2 separate regions of the Mus musculus genome follow, and region 2 is linked to region 1. The links are chromatin contacts, called in public promoter capture Hi-C maps. All regions are on one chromosome and are shown on one strand. The core of a region is the stretch at or near the end of the contact, and the rest is flanking DNA. Distances in the headings are between cores, read along the strand shown.

Evidence for each region. Promoter capture Hi-C pulls out the DNA fragments that hold promoters and counts their contacts.
Region 2: a promoter capture Hi-C map of hippocampal neurons shows a contact between it and region 1, with 4 times the contacts expected there. The contact joins the promoter of Miat here to the promoter of Ulk1 in region 1. A contact is called at or near these places in 1 of 39 promoter capture datasets (hippocampal neurons), 1 of 115 datasets of contacts at active chromatin or transcription factors (embryonic forebrain) and 1 of 9 other capture datasets (embryonic tail).

What each region holds. Positions count from the first base shown.
Region 1 is chr5:110,807,309-110,811,465 of GRCm38.p6, forward strand. Ulk1 (unc-51 like kinase 1) reads right to left here and starts at 2,773. Exons shown (of 28, transcript NM_009469.3): 1 at 2,306-2,773; 2 at 1,819-1,911; 3 at 1,697-1,738. The coding sequence starts at 2,416.
Region 2 is chr5:112,226,314-112,230,355 of GRCm38.p6, forward strand. It overlaps Miat (myocardial infarction associated transcript (non-protein coding)), which reads right to left and starts at 2,635. Exons shown (of 7, transcript NR_033657.1): 1 at 2,296-2,635; 2 at 1,988-2,043; 3 at 1,742-1,901.

The DNA of each region.
Region 1 (4,157 bases), core at 1,523-4,022:
GCAGCTGTGCATCAGATCCCATTACAGATGGTTGTGAGCCACCCTGTTATTGTTGAGAATTGAACTCACGACCTCTGGAAGAGCAGTCAGCGCTCTTCTTAACTGCTGGGCCATCTCTCCAGCCCAACAATGTTTTTAATTTTTATTTTTATCCGTCTTCTGCTATTGGAGAGAGAGAGAATTCTCGGCCAAATCATCTTTTTTTCTCTGCCCAAAGTATGTATCTTAAACAAATATCAAAGCAGCAACCCCTGTGTCATGAGGTGAAGGACCCTGCATCCTAGGGAGAGGGCAGGGACTTGGCAAAGGAAGCCACAGCATGACCAAAACTGGGGGAAACAACAGATGTCCTTAATCAGGTGTCTCAGCTAGATGAAGCAAGCAGAACAAGTGGAAACCTGAGGGGGACAGGCCGCAAGTCTGCAGTGAACCTAACTGTTATCCGTTCAGTTCCAGTGAGGCCTTTATGGGAATGCCCTGGCAGGGGACTGTGGATCTGGAGGGGATCTCAAGGTGCAAAGGGGCCCAGAATCTGACCCTAGGAAGGTCATGCCATCTAACTCAGCCCTGGGTCCTTTAAGAAGCACATACTGTGTGTGCCGTTGGGGCCCTTCCTACAGCACTGGGGACAGGGAGAGAAAGCAGCAGTGGGGAAGGGTAGGAAAGGCAGGCTGCAGAGGGGGCAACCTCTAAAACCCAGAACACCATGTTTCCAGCTGTTGCCAGGTACTCCCTGTCACACAGGACTTTGGCCCGGCCCACATGTCACCTCATGACAAGTCACAGCCCTCAAGGTAAAGTTGGAAGAGGAGCAGGGGAGGAAGGAAGGGGAGGAGGCCACCAAAACACAGCTAGCTGCCTGCTGGGAACTTCCCTCAGCCAGGGCTGGTCCCGTGGCCCCAGTAAACAGGTTTCAAAATCATTAGTCAGCACTTTGCTGGGGACCAGTACCTAGGGTTCCCGGTCCCCACACGAGCGCATCCAGGGCCTCCAGCCCCTGCCACCACTGGGCTGGGGGGCTTGGAGGGCAGCACAGAAGCTGGCTGGTCAGCTGGCTTGCTCATTCAGGCAGCCAATTCTGAGGTGGCGGTAGCAACCTCCCGCCGGCCGGATGAGTGGGCCCAGCCCCAACTGCCGGCTAGAAGGAATCTCCAGCAACCCCTCCCCCTTCCAGCCTCTGACGCAGGAGTGGGCTGGCCAATGCCAGGCCGCTGAAGCAATGTCAACAAACAAACCCGCCAGCCCAGACAGGTGGGCCTGCCCGGAACCCCATTCTCAGTAAGGGCCACTGGGTCAGACATCACAGTGAAGAAAGGGTCTTTGGCACCAGGGTACGCTGAACCCAAACAATGTAAACCAGGCAATCGCCAGAGATTCAACATTAGTGTTGATGGCCGCCTTCCTTCCCATGCAGGCAACATATAAGCTAGAGAGGTCCCCAGAACCTAGGAAAAGCCAGGAAAAACTTGGACCAGAGATGAGGTCTCCCTGGCCCTAAGTGGCCTCACAGTAGGACAAGCGTGAGACAAGGCATTCAGAACCCAGCTCCTTTCACCTAAACCAAATACTAATCTAAAGCCATCATCTGCCCTCAGGGGGGCTCCAGCCCCAGGCAACCTAGGTCCTGAAGCAACAGTGGATGGGACAAGGGCAAGAATAGATTTACCCCTCCCCCAAGCCCAACGCTGAGCCTTACCTGGAAGTCATACAGCGCCACGATGTTTTCGTGCTTTAGTTCCTAGGACACAAATCCAAGTTTCTCATGAGCAAGAAAAGAGCTGACCCACCCTCTCCCCCTCCCCCGAGGCGCTGGCTCACCTTCAGGATTTTGATTTCCTTTCCCAGCAGTGTTTGGGACTTGGCAAGGTTCTTCTTGTTAATGCATTTGACGGCCACCTCCAGGTCGTGCTTCTGAAAAGCCAAACGTGAACCTTCAGGGTTGAAAACAACCCCCCCTCCTGCTCCCCACCAAGCAGGGAACACAGAGATGGCTTAGGGTGGCTGTCCCAAGGGTCTTGGAATGGGAGGCTGCCAGAGGCAGACAGATAGTGAGTGTCTGTCAGCCGGCCTGGAATTTAAGTCCCAGGATGGAGTCCCAGGTTAGGTTCTCAGAACTGGTCTGACTTCGGGGCTAGGTAGGGAATCCTGTGCTGGCTGGCGTCTCCAGTTTTCTGGAGCTAGAGTAGCAGGTGGGTTTCCCGGGCTGGGGGGTCCTTAATTGGGTCCCTCTACGGATTACCGGAGGTAAGGTGTCCCTTGGGCTGGGAGTCCGGGATTGCGAGGCCTCCGCGGGAGCCTCACCCACCTCGCGGTGTCGACCCTTGAAGACCACCGCGAAGGCGCCGTGTCCAATCAGGTCCTTGCGAGAGAACTCGAACTTGCCCACGGTCTCGACGCCGCCGCGGCCCGGCTCCATAGCGCGCGCGGGCCGGGGGCGCGAGCCCGGGCTCGGGCCCCGGGGCGGCGCTACGGGGTGCGCTGGGCTCAGGCGGAGGCCGGCGGGCCGCGTACGCGGGGACGGAGGCGCGGGCTCATCGCCAGGGCCCCGTGCCCCATCGGGCAGGCCTGAGCCGGGTCCCAGTCCCACAGGCCGGCGGACGGAGGGGCGCGCTCCCTCGGCGTCCTCCTCGGTACCCTCCCGGCGCTGACAGTCGGGACCCGGTCCGACTCGGGACTCAGCTCTGACACACTCCAGCTCCAAGTCCGGGCCTGACTGACGATGCGGCTCGGAGCCCCGCAGGGAAACAAAAGATCCGCGGCACCCGGGCCTCGGAGCCCGAGGTGCCGGCGCAGCCGCACTGCGTGGAGGCGGGACGATGGGCGGGGCCTGCGGAGCTCAAGACCTCTTAGGCGGCGGAGCTGGCAATGGGCGGGTCCGAAATGAAGGACACCTCGTGGGTGGTAAGGCGGGGCGGGGCTTAGTTTGGGTGGTGCCTCGATGGGCCCAGCCCTATACTGGGCGGGACTTGAGAGAGGAGGCAGGATATGGGCGGGGCCGGAGCAGACTGGGCATGTCAATGTCAGAACTATCTCTGGTTGTGGCTCCTCGCTCTGCCCTAGGCATTTTTTTATTTACTTATTTTATTCATATGTATATGTGTGTGCCTACAGGAGTTTATATGCACCGTGTATGTGTATATAAACACGTGAAACATTCATATTAAACATGTATGTGTCGGGTCCTGGAATTGGAGTTTCAGGCAGTAATGAGCTGCCATGTGGAAACTGGTAACCAAACCAGGAGAGCAGTAGATGCTCTTAATAGCTGAGCCATCTCTCCAGCTCTGCCCTACGTACTTCCTACCACTTGTTTTGTTTTGTTTTGTTTTGTTTGTGCTTTCTTTTGGAGAAGTCGAGATAGGATTTCTTTGTGTATCCCTGCCTGTCCTGGAACTCACTCAGTAGAACTGGCTGGCTTCAGACTCAGAGATCTGCCTGCCTCTGCCTCCTGAGAACTGGGGATTGAAAGTTTTTTAACTGAGTCTTCTCACATTGTAGGCCCGACTGGTCTCGAACTTGCTTTGTCTCTTTGTAGATCGTGCTGACCTCAAACTCACAGATATCCCTCAGCCTCTTCCTCCTGAGTATTGGAATTAAAGGCAGGTGCCACCACATCCATTTTCTCTCTTTTATTACATTTGCTTATTCTGTATGTGGGGACGGAGACTTGAGAACATGGTCATGTGAAGGTCAGAGGAAAATGTAAAAGATGTTTCTGTCTACTTTGTGACTCTTAACATTAAATTCAGGTTGTCAAACTTGGCAACAAGGTCTTTTATCCTTGGAGCCATCTCACCGAAGGCATCAGTTTTCCTTCATTTATTATTTTACTTAACTTTTGTTGTTAGAGGGGAAGTTTGAGGCAGGGTTTCCTGTAGTCCAGGCTATCCCAGAGCTCATCACATAGAATAGCCGTGAGCTGCTGATTCTCCTGCAAATGCTGGGATTATTTATAGCATGGGCATTTGGTTTGCCTCAGGTGTTTTTCTTGCCTGTCTGGTCACATGGGAACTGCATGGGCATGTTGGAGCACTTGATGTATACAAACATTGTCATTTGGGGAGGGGTATATTGCCATGTTGACCCAATGCCAAATCAAAGGCTCTGTGTGTGTGTGTGTGTGTGTGTGTGTGTGTGTGTGTGTGTGTGTTGTCGCA
Region 2 (4,042 bases), core at 1,385-3,884, 1.4 Mb after region 1:
TGAGCCTAGCGCTTTGTGAAAATTTAGTTTTCTCTTATTTCTGTCTTTTCCAAAGCTGCACAATTCTTGCTCTTATTAAATTTAGGAAGGTGGATTTCAAGGGGGGGAAATGTACCAAAATTATAAATTTTAAAAATTGAGGTAGAGTGCCATGATGTAGCCCAGGTTGGCCTTAAATGTATAATCCTTACCCAGGTACAGTGGGTGATTATAAGCATTCTTTTAATCCCAGTGCTTAGAAGGCAGATGCAGAACTCTGTGAGTTCCAGGCCATCCTGGAAACATAGTAAGATCCTACCAAAAAACAAAACAAAACAAAACAAAACAACAAAAAACTCCTGTCTCAGCTTCCCAAGTGTTGATGTCATCTCAAGATGACAGGGGTGAGCAGCCAGCCTAGCTTTTGCATGGTCTCCCTCCTTCCCTATATTCATCCCTTCTGCCCTCTTTCTCCCTCTCTCTTTTTGTTTCTTACACAGGGCCTCACTATACAGCCCTGACTGCCTTAAAACGCACTTTGGTAGCCTAGGCTATTCTCAATCTTGCCATCCTCCTGCCTCACACCACCAAACCCTGAGACTGCAAGGACCATGCCTGACCAACACTCATTTTTCTATGGATGTTAAAAGAGATTGTCTTCAACCGACTGGAAAAGCTCTTTGGGACGCTGAAAATGTCAAATGTACACCAACACACACACACACACACACACACACACACACACACACACACACCGTTATGGGGTGAGAAGATGGTAGGCTAAATTTTCTGCAAGGTCAGCGTAGGGCAGACCTCAGACCCATTCTCAACCGCAAAGGATATAAAAAGACAGATTTAGGGTGTGCAGAAGTTAAAGTTGTTAACCCAGAATTCTTTCAATAGGGTAGGGTGAGTTCAGTGTTTTCTCACAGCATGGAGCAGATGGGGTAGCGCCAGGAACCCATTTGCCCCGCTTCTGAAGCTGGGGTTGGGGGCAGTTCTCTGGCCCAGGGGACACCCTCCCCCCAACCCCCATTCCACCCCCAATCCCCGCTCCAGGATCAGGAGCGATTCTGAGCACCTCCAGATGTGCAGCCCCGCCCTAGATGTGCTGACGCAGCGCGGGGCCACGTGGCGGGACATTGGCTCACTTGAGGGGAGCCCCGGGAGTGTGGGGTTACTCATCCTTGCCCGTCGCACTCCACACCCGGAGACGCCTCCTGGAAAGAGCGCTCTGGGGAGGCAGCAAGGCTGCGCCCAGCTCAGCGCAACGCTGGCGCCGAGAAAAACAAACCGGCTTCCAGCTTCCAGCAAGTTCTCTCTCTGCCCTCGATCCCTTAGCCCCTCCCTGCAGCAGGTGGGGGCGTTTTCCTGGCGCGACTCCTCTCCGCAGTGGGGTGTGAGCGCCAGCGATCCCCGACGCCTGGAGGCCTGTGCTCGGGAGACTGGGACGAGAGTGGGGAGGCAGGGGTCCCCGGAATCCCTCTGTCCAAGAAATAATCTCGTTCGCGTCCTAGATGAAAGAGGTCTAGACCTTTCCCTCTCAAACCCCCAGCTTCTGCAGAGAGTAGTGTCTCAGAGCCCAGGAGGGTTGAGAAACCGAGCTAGTGAGTTCTAGGGTCACCCCCACACCGTTTTAGAGATGCCATGTGGGCTTCAGAGTCCGTCGTGTCAAACTCAAAAATCTTTGGCTGAGTGACCTTGGACAGGCCGCTAAACCTCTCTGGACCTCCTTTTTCTCGTCTTTAAAATGGGTTCTTACCACCTCGCAGGACTGTTGTGCCAAAGCAGTGACTCCCCAAGGATATGCAAACAGCATCCAGAGCGACGTCGCGATGAGAGTGCAGAGATGCCCTGGGTTTGAGGCTGCGCTGGACGCCCCAGGTCTGGGATAAGGCCCATAAGTGGAGGAATGGTAAGGGCTGGGCGTGTGGAGGAAGGGAGTCAGAGAAACCACCCGCTACCCCACCCTCCATGCCTGGGCGCAGTCCCTATCCCAGAGAGTTACCTGCTAACCTTGTGGGTTGGTGTTGTACCGGAGTCCCCACGCCCATGTGCATCTAGCTGTGGGGGAAGGGAAGGGTCTTTGTTCCCCCTCAGACCGTGACTACCAGACCCTGAGCATCCTCTGTGTTTCCATCCCCATGGTCCATCCACTGGACCCTCACATCTGGTCATTGCGGGTTTGGAGCCCCGTCACCCACTCAGCGCGGGCCACCATTGCCCTGGGACTGTGGGACACCCCACCCCCACCCCGTTGCCCTCCCGAGGATCAGGTGCGCACGGCGGGGAGTGAGAATGGCGACCCCGGCTTACCTCGGCTCCTCCTCGCTCCTGCGGCTGGAGTGCAAAGGGCTCTTTGTGCCCAGCTCTTAACAGAACTGGGGGAGTCCTCCCAAGCGCCTCCCCTCGCAAACTCCTCCCCGCTCTGGTCCGCAGCCTCCCTCCCTACGGCCCCCCAGCGCAACCGGCGTCGTCTTCGCGTTTACTGCAGCGCCCATGAAATTTTAATGCAGGAGCGGCTGGCGGGCGGAGTTGCCGCACCCGGCCTCGGGCGTGGGGGTGGGGTGGGGCACACGAACAAGCACCCATCTTGCGGACCAGGACTCAAGCAAAGAGATGTGGGGTGCACATCTCTCCCGCGCCTCACAAAGGGGCTACTGCGAGCCTCAGCCTCAGCATCCCCCCCCTGCGGCGCTGCCATAGCAACGCTGGCCAGTGGAGAGGCGCGCGACGGTCGGAGGCGCGATCGCGGACCTGGCGCCTAAGCGAGAAGCACTGCCTAGAATCCCAGAAGAGGACCCGGTATCCGTGCTTGGCTCTCAGGGCCGGGGCGTGGTTGCCGAGGAACTCTGTTAGGAAGAGTCCTGGTCAGGGCGGCGGCAAGATTCGAACCCAAGTCTGTGGCAGAGGTCTCTAATTTTGGCATCTGCTCTGCCTGCACTCCTTGGCACCATCACGAGCTTTACAGGGATGCTAAAGAGTCGCTAAAAACCTTGGTTCTGTGATGCTCCAGACCAGCGCCATCCACACCTTTGAGACCATGATGTAATTGTCATCTTCTAAGCCCCAATATAGTGCCGCTGGATCAAAACTTGTGAAATGGGACCACCAGTGCCTCTTCCAGTTGAGGAACCCCTGTGCTAGAACATTCCACCTACTAGTCCTCAGCTTAAATTTCAGCTCGGATCACGCCCTTGACCAGATGTGGCCGTATGGGCATGGGTGTTTCCCCAAACTGGTTCTCTATTCTCTTCCAGTCAGCGGGTTAAGTAGGGGAGAGGCACCCAGCATAAGATGGCCCTTGGGCCCCAAGCTGTTCTCTTCAATAAGCTAGCTCACCTTTTGGGATTTTGTTTGTTTTGTTTTGTTTGTTTGTTAAACTTTTTTTTTTCTTTTTTCCCCCTTCCCTTTCTCCCTCTTGCTCTGGCTCGGCTCCTTCCGGCCCCTGCTCTTTCCAGCCCATAGGTTTTTTTTTTTTTTTATTTGTTTCTCATTACAGATGGTTGTGAGCCACCATGTGGTCGCTGGGATTTGAACTCAGGACCTCTGGAAGACCAGTCAGTGCTCTTAACCACTGAGCCATCTCACAAACCCACCTTTCATTTCTTTTTTTTTTTAAATAAATTAAAACACTTATTTAGTATGATTGGGTGGGCACGCCGTCCACAGTGGGCCTCAGAGGACAACAGAATGGGCTCTCTCACCTCCCACCATGTAAATCCAGGGGGTGGAACTCAGTTGAGGTCAAGCTTGCCAGCATGAGATCTCCCTGGCATGCCCTCACTGCTCACATACAGAGGTGGGGAGGAGGAGGAGGGGGGAGAGGAGGGGACGGGGAGGGCTGCACACAGCCTCCGTGAGGGACCCATGTGAGATTTGAACTCATGCTTCCAGGTTCTGTCATCTTCACATCCTTCTCTCGATGATTCACATGTCCAATGTGCCAGCTGGAGGCCAACAACACAGGATAACTGGGAGCACCAACACTGCCTCGGATACTTCCCTGTCAGGGATGCTCCTCTCACACAGGCTGGTTAGAAAGCCAAGTGCTTGGTCCCGA